Regions from separate parts of the Sus scrofa genome. Here region 2 is linked to region 1. A link is a contact called in public HiChIP or PLAC-seq data. All regions are on one chromosome and are shown on one strand. The core of a region is the stretch at or near the end of the contact, and the rest is flanking DNA. Distances in the headings are between cores, read along the strand shown.

Evidence for each region. HiChIP or PLAC-seq counts read pairs in DNA pulled down with a chosen protein or histone mark.
Region 2: an H3K27ac HiChIP or PLAC-seq map of alveolar macrophages shows a contact between it and region 1, with 12 times the contacts expected there. The contact joins the promoter of CDK6 here to the promoter of FAM133B in region 1. A contact is called at or near these places in 2 of 5 promoter capture datasets (fetal liver and liver), 2 of 47 Hi-C or Micro-C datasets (embryonic fibroblasts and mesenteric adipose tissue) and 2 of 2 datasets of contacts at active chromatin or transcription factors (alveolar macrophages and skeletal muscle).

What each region holds. Positions count from the first base shown.
Region 1 is chr9:72,502,109-72,506,952 of Sscrofa11.1, forward strand. It overlaps FAM133B (protein FAM133B), which reads right to left and starts at 1,714. Exons shown (of 11, transcript XM_005667601.3): 1 at 1,559-1,714. The coding sequence starts at 1,582.
Region 2 is chr9:72,762,611-72,767,329 of Sscrofa11.1, forward strand. CDK6 (a long non-coding RNA gene) reads right to left here and starts at 3,021. Exons shown (of 8, transcript XR_002347034.1): 1 at 2,805-3,021; 2 at 1-16. It overlaps LOC102161391 (a long non-coding RNA gene), which reads right to left. Exons shown (of 3, transcript XR_002347038.1): 3 at 4,212-4,719.

The DNA of each region.
Region 1 (4,844 bases), core at 464-2,963:
ATGTTTAAACCAACACTTTTTGCCAGCAAAACAAAACATCTTAGGCCTCTGCATGAAAACTGTACCCAAAGTCCATTGATTTTTAAACACTTAAGGCCTAAGGTCATTAAAACTTAACATCTTAAGCTCCAGCAGACCATTTCAAAACACCATTAAGGTCTGACCTACAGCCAGGAAGAGTAGAAAAAAACATTCCTCAACCTTGTAGTTAAAGTTCACCACTGTGCTTCCTAGACATCCTTGATTATGAGGAATATAATAAAAATTATAAAATTAAAACAAACATTTTGAAGATAGGAAGTATTTCATAAAAGGAAAGCTCCCTGAAGTTCCTGTTGTGGCTCAGCAGATTAAGAACCCAAGTAGTATCCCATGAGGGTGCGAGTTTCATCCCTGGCTTTGCTCAGTGGGTTAAAGATCCAACATTGCTGCAAGCTGCGACGCAGGTCACAGGTGGGCTTCCAATCTGGTCTTGCTGCTCAGTGGTTTAAAACTCTATCACAGCCAAGCCTAAGAAGTATAGGGCTGCAACCTAAGCTTACTGCTAATCTCTTATGTTTACAGCCCATCCAATCTGATTCATAACCTGGACATTCCAAACCAAGTAGTCTATCATCTAGAATCCCTTTCTCCTACCTGCGCCTGACAAAACGCCCTCTGAACTTCGAATCTCCATCAGATAGGATTTCTTACTTCTGCCATCAGTTATTTCTGTGTATCTTTTATCTCATTTGCTACACTAAGAACTTTCACGCCAAGCACTTTCCTGGCCACCTTGCCTTTTGCAGTCTCCACTATTCTGCAAAATTATGAACAGCAATGATCCCCTCTTAATATGAAGAAACTAAGACTCAGAGAAGAAAAGCAACTTTATCCTAGGTCACCCAACTCACGAGGGACTAAACCTGACATACCAGTCTGTGCCTGATTCCAGAGTCATGCCATTCATTCCCACACAGGGCCTAGCAGGGCGCTGGGGCACGAAGCCAAACGTTTCGATCCTGGTTCTCCAACGGGAGCCTGCCTGCCGCTCGAACTGGGCTCGGTGCAGGTTCCCGCACCGCCCCCGCGTAGGGGCCAAGTCTAAGACCTCTGCGCCTCCATCCCACCTGGATGCACACGAGAATGGCGCGGAGATAGGGTGAGCGATCCCGGTGGAGGCCAAGGGAGCAAGTTCTGGTGTCTCCAAGGGCCTCCGACTTTGGACTCATTTATAGGAAGGAACAGGGTACCCTCGCGGCTCTAGAAACTGGGCACTGCTGACCCGAGTCCGGGAAGGAAGGATGCTGGAGAGCACTGCCAGAAGATGCGGCCGGGCAAACGGGGCGTAGAGTAAAAAGAGACAAGAAAGAAAAGGAAAGGGCACAGGGGGCCCAAAGGCGCCAACTGCGTGCGCGGCGCACGCGCGTCTCGGGCCGGTGCGGGTGGAGGGAGCTGGGTCTCCCCGCCCGAGGTCCGAGCGCCGCCGCTCTCAGGCCCAGTTGGGAAGAGCGAGGGGTCCCGTGCTTCTGCCGCCGGGCCCTGTGTCGCCTCATTGTTTCCCCAACAGAGTACTCACCACCCGATTGTCCCGCTTTCCCATGGTGCCGAACCGAGCGCACAGGCAGCCAAGGAGAGACAGCAGGCCAGAAAGGATGCCGAAGCGGGCCGGACGCAGGTCCCTCCGCCAACTCCCCACCCGGTCCGGAGAGCGGCACCGCGAGGACCTGGGGGCCGCGTCTGGCCACAGCGCCACCTACCGCCGCGGAGGAGAGACGGGCGCCCCCGCTTACCCGCGGTTCCCAGGGGTTTTCTGGGGATTCCTGTTCTGTACCATTCACCCGGTACAGCAGCCTCGCCAAGGCAGCTCACTTCCATTTGGCCTTAGATTGCTTTGCCTTCTTCTATTCCTGGTGCATTTAAATCCTCATTCGAGGGGATATAATAATTACTCCAACGCTTATTATGTGCTTAGCATAGTGCATATATTGGGGATAAAATGAGGACCAGGACCCCTCACAGAGCCCATCAGGTTGTGGGCCAGAAGACAGTGCTGTCGTACACATTGCTAAAGAAATTGCCTTTTAGGTGTTCTCGTAGTGGCTCAGCGGTAGCAAACCCCGCTAGTATCCATGAGGACGTGGGTTCAATCCCTGGCCTCCCACAGTGGGTTAAGGATCCAGGGTTGCTGTGGCTGTGGTGTAGGCCAGCAGCTGCAGCTCCCATTCGACCCCTAGCCTGGGAACTTCCATATGCTGCAGGCGCAGCCCTAAACTAAAAAAAAAAAAAAAAAAAAAAAAAAAAAATTTAAATTCACTTCCATTTATCCATCATTCATGCATTCATTTCACACATTTTTCTTTTTTTTCCTTTTTAGCACCGCACCTGCGGCATATGGAGGTTCCCAGGCTAGGGATTGAATTGGAGCTGTAGCCCCAGGCCTATGCCAAAGCAACACCCCAGATCCAAGCGGTGTCTGCAACCTGCACCAGACAGCTCATGGCAATGCTGGAACCCTAACCCACCTGAGCGAGGCCAGGGATGGAACCTGCTTTCTCATGGATACCAGTCAGATTCCTTTCTGCTGAGCCAGGAGGGGAACTCCTCACACTAATTTTTGAACTTTTACTTGGTAATTCATTAACAGTGACTGGAAGCTGGATGTAGCGCAAGACACAAAGCTGATTAAGACATAAGTCCTACCTTCAAAGGGCCTGTTTATAAACTGGTAAGGGAGATAGATGCACTCAGGGCCAATTTTACTGCATGACACGTCATAATAATGTCAGCACAATACTAAAACTTCAAGGGAGATGTTCTGGGCTCCAGAGAAATTGTCATTATATTTATTATTAATGGAGCTGGATAAAGCTGGGCCTATCTCAGCACAATGTCATCAGAAAATAATTGATCCAGGAGTTCCCGTCGTGGCGCAGTGGTTAACGAATCCGACTAGGAACCATGAGGTTGCGGGTTCGGTCCCTGCCCTTGCTCAGTGGGTTAACGATCCGGCGTTGCCGTGAGCTGTGGTGTAGGTTGCAGACGCGGCTTGGATCCCGTATTGCTGTGGCTCTGGTGTAGGCTGGTGGCTACGGCTCTCATTAGACCCCTAGCCTGGGAATCTCCATATGCTGAGGGAGCGGCCCAAAGAAATAACAAAAAGACAAAAAAAAAAAAAGAAAAAGAAAAAAGAAAATAATTGATCCATTTGGATTTTTTTTCCAGATCCTGGAAAATGGCAATATGGGCTTATATTCAAATATAAGAAAACTCTTTAAAATCATCTTTCCCAATTTCTGTCTCCCTCCCTCCCTCATGCTGCATTGCACAACAGATGATGTCAGCTCCTGTTTTATCTCTTGGAATTTTCCCAGACTCTCAGATGTAGCCGTTGGCGGTTCTATTCCCACTGAAAATTCATTCTCCTTAGTAACCCACTCTGCTTTTTACTGTAAATTGAGCCTCTAAGCTTTCATTTATCTTCCTCCTCCTCCATCACCCTTGACTTAAGTTGGGGATTCTTCAGCCAAAGACAGGCTTCTCTTTGTTATACACAAGAGGAAGAGGAGAATCTGTGAATATTAAGGTTTTTTAATGGCTCATTTATAATGTTGTTAATATTCCAGGAACTTTACAGATATTATTTCCAACACTTCAGCATAAGCATTCTCTGTGGGAGAATATAGTTTTCCTCTTAAGCTCCTTGGCTTCTTACCTTTCACTTCCATTGGCTGGTTATACAGAGTACAGAGATTTTAAAAAATATAATAGTGCTATAGGTCAACAGAAAGGTTTGTATTTTCTGTAAATATCTCTCCCTCTGGCAATGTACACATCCCTTCCTCGATGGAGCACGGATCCCATGGGGGGGACAGAGAAATGGGAAAATAACCTGTAGAAATGATGAAAAAGAAACCCAAAGCTATTGGAAGCTCATCTGAGTGGATTCTATAAAGACTGGGTCAGTCTTGGCCTTCTCAGGGTATAACTCACAGTGACTTAAGATTAAAGAATGCTTTATATAAGCTCTATACAAGCCTGATCTGCTAATAAACAAACTTTCCTTCTAGCTATGGACCTCCACACCCTCCCCAATATTCTAGGCAGAACCAAATGATTACATTCCATTTTTCAGATGAGAAAAACTGAGGCTAAGAGAAGCCAGGTAATTTGCCTCAGTTTCCAGAGCTAGCAAGTGGAGGTGATGGGGATTCAAATGCAGGTGTGTCAACTTGAAAGTATGTGGTTTCCTTACAAACACTGCCTTTGCTGGGGCAGGGAGAACAGAGAAGTGGCATTACAGGCAGACTGTGAAGGTGGACAGACTTCCCTCAGAAGAACTGAAAGGGAAGGACATTCCAAACTTCCAAGAATGATGATTTCATATGGTTCAGCTTATTACATATTTATATGTATGGTATGTCAAGGAAAATTTCTGAAAAGTTTACACTCTACACCTCTAGGGTTGGTTACTTCAAATAGTATTTGTAAGCTGGGGGGCACAGGAATTTTATTTTTCACAGTATCCCCTTCTTTCCTTTTTTTTTTTCTGTCTTGGCCACCCTGTGATATGTGTATTTCCTGGCCCAGGGATCTGAACAGCAGTTGTGATCCATGCCACAGCTGCAGAAATGATCCTTAGCCCATTGTGCCAGGCCAGGGATTGAACCTGAATCCCAGCGCGCCAGAGATGCCACTGATCCTGTAGCATCCCTCTTTTTTTTTCTGATTTGTCTTACTTTATAAAGACTGCCCAGCAAATCATCTCTGTCTCTGATTCCACACTTACTATGTAACTTCTGGGTGTAATTTTGTGGACATATAGAAAAAATAATGCCAGTAAATATCATTATCTTGTGCTCTCT
Region 2 (4,719 bases), core at 1,771-4,270, 260 kb after region 1:
TCCACAGTCATTCCACCTAAAAGAGGAGACGGGAGGACAAGAAGAAAGTGTAATCAGACATCCCCGGCGCCTTCCTCGGGGTTCCAGTAGACGCCCCTCCTCCTCCTTCACGAAGCCCCCATCGCTACCCTCCGCGAGCTCCTGCCCTCTCCCAGGCCGCTTAATCCTTCCTGGTTCCTTCGAGAAAAGCGAAGTTACTTTTCTTTCCCTGCTGAGCTGGAGCCGTCTTCGCGCCGAGAGGTTGCAGGGGCCCCTCGGGGATGAGCGCGGGGCGCAGGACGCAGTGGAACGAGAGGGGGCGTGCCGAGCAGCCCAGAGTGTGCCGGGAGCGCGGGGGAGGGGAGGCGCCGGGCACGTCAATGTCACGGCTTAATATTTATTCCTATATCATTGTGTTGCGCTGCTACCCTCTCCGCCTGCCCAGGCCTGGACGTACAGGGAAAGGGGCTCCTGGGGTGTCGTGGGACGTTTAGGGGTCGTGGAGAACCTGGCGTGCAGAGACCGCGAGTCCACCCGTGTGGGGCCGCAGAATGTGGGTGGGGGCTCCCCGGACCCTGTAACCCGATGCTGGGAGTGTGCGAGAAGGGGTGGTCAGACATCTGTTCCGAAATTGTTTCCTTTCTTTCTACTTTCAGTTTTTCGACGAAGAGATATTTAAAAACCACTAGCACACACAAATGGTCTTTTTGGGGCAAAGGAGACTGGTTGGAAAGAGAATTCTTCCTCTGACTCGGAGGACCTCCCCGGTGGAAACCCATCAGGTCGGGGAGGGCTGGGGCTCCCGCTACTTGGGGGTGGGTGAGGGATGGGGCCCCGAAAGGGGAGTAGCCCAGGAGACCCTAAGAGTGGGAGAAAGAGGTGTTTGCAGCACTTTGCTTATCGTCTCCTTGGAGAACAACTCCAGAAGGAAGGCAGCATAACCGTGACTCGCCTTGAAATTTTCAACCGACTGAAACCTGAGCAAAACTTAGACCCCCCCTTAAAAGGGGGGGTGGTAAGTGCTGAGCCTCCAGAGCAAAGTGAGAAGAGGCTGCACCCTTCGGCCAGGACTCGCGAACCCTTCCCCATTCCCAGGGTCGCCCCCAACGTAGGTAGCAGAGGTGGCTGCTCCATTCCCCTTTCGGCTCAAGGCCGGGTCGAGTCAGCAGCCAGTGGCCCCCCGGAATCCCCACAACAAAAGGGGGGGTTTCCTTCCCCTTGAGCTGCCATCCAGGGCCTAGGGAACCTCCTCCCCACTGCTGTTTTGGCCTCGGCCGGACATTCGACACTCCCGCCGCGTGTCCGAAATTCCCGGGGCACCTCGGAATTACCTGCCCCGCCACCGCTGGCGCCCTTGCCTTCTGCCAGGAATTAAAGAAACAAACTCTACAACCCCCACAGTATGCAGGCGGAGGGAACAGCAGCGAAGACAGAGTCCTTCACACTCACTCTACTCAAAACTCTCCTTAAAAGGTGAAGGCGAAGCCTGGGGGGAGCCGAGGAACAAGCCCCCAGAGCCAGCACCGCGGTCTGAGCCAGGACAAGGGCCACACAGGTAGCGCAGGAGCAGCCGCAGACTGAGCGGCCCGCCCCTCCCGTGGCCCCCCTCCCCGCCCCAGTCCTGCCCGCCGCTCAGCAGCGAAGGAAGCGTCGGGGACGTCCCACCCCCGCAGGGAACTGAGCCCGCTGCCCCCGCCTGGCCCCGCACCGCCCGCCTCCGCTCTCCCCCCTCGCTCTCCGGACGGTCGGCTCCGGCGGAGAGAAACGGGAGCAGCAGTGCCTTTCCCCCCCGCTCTCCTCCACTTTTTTTTGTTGTTGTTGTTGCTTTCCCACGCTGGCTGAATGTGACTTGACCCCATTTCAAAATAGTTTGACATAGTGCTTCAACATTTCCGCATTCCTCCGCGACTACAAAGGCTGCAGCCGCCTCCTTCTGCTTTCTGTCTCTGCTCTCTGTCTTCACACTCAATGAAATCCTTCATGTGCCTCTCTCCAAGCCTGCCAAGCACCGCAAGGGTCGCCACCAGCGCAGCGACAAGAGGCCGCACCGGGGACCACGACTCCCGCGTGTGCGCACACGCAGATGCTCCCACGTGCACAATGACCGGCGCAGTGCTGGGCCCGAAGGTGCTCACCCGGGGCGTGCATTTTAACTTCAATATTTTAAATTAGGAGAGTAAATTGGGAAACCAAAGCAAGCGTGCATCATTGCGGGGCTCCCAGCCCGGGCGCCGGGCGCCTGCGTGCACTCCTCTAAATGTGCCTAAACGCCCGCAGTGGTTGCCAGCAAAAAGTCTGCGTTAACATTTATCTCACGGTGGGAAAGGTGAAGCCCCCACCCACAGGGTCAGCGAGATGGAGGGCGAGCTTTCGTGGTGAAATAAATATAGGGCACCCAAACATCCCCCCGCATCGAGTCTCCAAAAGCATGCACTTTAAATCCTAAATGTGGGTTATTATGTGAGTTTCCAGGTGGAGTTTGAGTTCCGTTTGAAGAAACCGGATAAGAAGTGTTTGTGTGGGTGTTTGTGCGCAAGGCTATGCGGGATCAAGCACAGGATCTCGGCGTTAGGGGGGTGTCCCTCGTGTGGGATATACCCCTCTTAGCCAGATTAGGAGAAACTTTTGCGCCCCCAAACTGGCCCCCGTAACAAGTCCGCCTCGGGTTGTAAGGGGTTAACTAAAGTGGATTCCGAAAACCTACCACCCCTCCTCCGCACCCGTCGCCCCTACCCACCCTCGCTTCGGACCCCCGCCAAGCCCCGAAATCTCCCCTGGGGACCCCCCACCCAGCAGCCCACCCACCCGAGAGCACAGCTCCTCACCTGATGGGCCTCGCCGCTTCGGGCTTCGCGAGGGGGCTGCGGGTGTCAGTACGACCTTCGCACGTGTCCACCGCGGCGCGGAGCAGGTAACTCGGCTCGGAGGAAGAAGTCACCAGCCCTCTCTCCGGCGAGGGGGTGGGCACTGCGGCGGAGGGCGGAGGGACGGCGGAGGGCGCCGCCCGCGCCGCTCGCTGGGGGCGGACGGGGGCCGCGGGGCTCCGGCCCGCGCTAGGGGCCCGAGTTGGGGAGGCGGCGGAGGCAGCGGGGCGGGGCTGGGGGGCCGGGAGGCCGACTCCGCCGAGACCCTCCCCGCCGCAGCTAGGTTGGGGGCTCGCCGCGCAGTGGCAAGCAAGTGTGCAAATTAAAGCCTTCCGGAGAGAGGGGAGGCGGCCGAGACCCGGCTGTGCTCGGAACCTCCTGGCCCCCTAGCTCTCCGCTCCGAGTAGGGGGCGAAGAAGGGAGGGGGGGAGTTAAATGAAAATTTCCGGCTTTCACTGCCACTGGAGTGGGGATCTTGCGACTAAAATAAAAGGCGTGAGAGGGAGAGTGGAATGTGTCGTCGGGAGTCGGTGGAGTTACCAAATCCAGGGTCGCCCGGAGTTGGGGTTTTGACAGAGTGAGGTGGGGGTATCGGCAGTCTATGATGCAAACGGATGGGAAAAACAGAACAACCAACAGTAATTATGAAGGTCTGTAGGGAGGGTAAAAGCGACACTTTCCAAGAAACTGAAAAATCAGACCAAAAAAATAACTCTTCTCTATTAAAAAAAAAAAATTGGCAGGACGCCTTGTAGAAAAGAAAATACTAATCTGTCCAAAGCACTTTTCACTTTCAGCATGAACTGCATTTGTTTTGTTGTCCTTCGCTTCCTTTCGGCCTCACCAAGCCCTATCTCTTCCTTTTGGACAGAGAATATGATTTGGAAATTGTCAGGCACTTTTGTGGTTAACGATCTACTTGATGGGGCTGGCCGGTTCACAATTATTAAGTGGCTAGCAACTGTTGAGGGTTCACTGAGGTATTTCTGGGGAGCTAAGAAGCCTAAAATTGATTGTAAATAACAGAACTGCAAGATAACACACACACACACACACACACACAGAACACAATTCGGTGGGTGCTCAGTTGAAATGCATTATTGGAATTCTGAAATTTGAAACCTTGTAAGAATGCATATTTTACCTGCTGAGAAAACCTGAATACAATTATTTCAGGTGAAAATGAGATTTTGGAGAAAAAGAAAAGTCTTCTAGACTTTCTACAATGAAGTAAAACAAACCTTAAAATAGCTGTTTTTAGGAAAAAATTTCAGTATTGTCCAAAATCTCTTTCTGTAAAATACTTGAAACTTTTTAAAACATCTTTAATGCAAAGCCTAAAAAATTTTATTTATTTCAGTGCTCTGTGGAAAAATTAAAACCCAACAAAATTCTGTTGGAATTGAAAATATTATTCTATAAATCTTTTTTGACTTTTTGAATTAAACCGTGTTGCTAATTTCATAGTACATCAAAATTTTGCCTTTATAAAATTAATTCTATACTGCAGTGTGAAGTAACAAGTTAGGTAAATAAAAACTGTTGCATTTCCATTGGCAAATATTTTGCACTGAATTATAATAATTTTTCTTAAAAACTAAAAATGAATAATTGTGGTTTTTATGCTCTAGATAATTCATAAAATATACTTTGTCCTTAGAAGCATATCTTCTAAAATGAAATCCAATTTCTGAACAAAATTCTGTTCAGATAATGTGTAAAATTATCTACAATATCCTATACCTTATAGACTTAAGAAAGCAAATTGCTGGATTTTGTATTTATATACAATACTGGATTATTACAAATCACCAATTAGACTTTAAATGAGGAACAAATGGGAATCCTCCATTTTGATAATTGCTCACACTTGTCA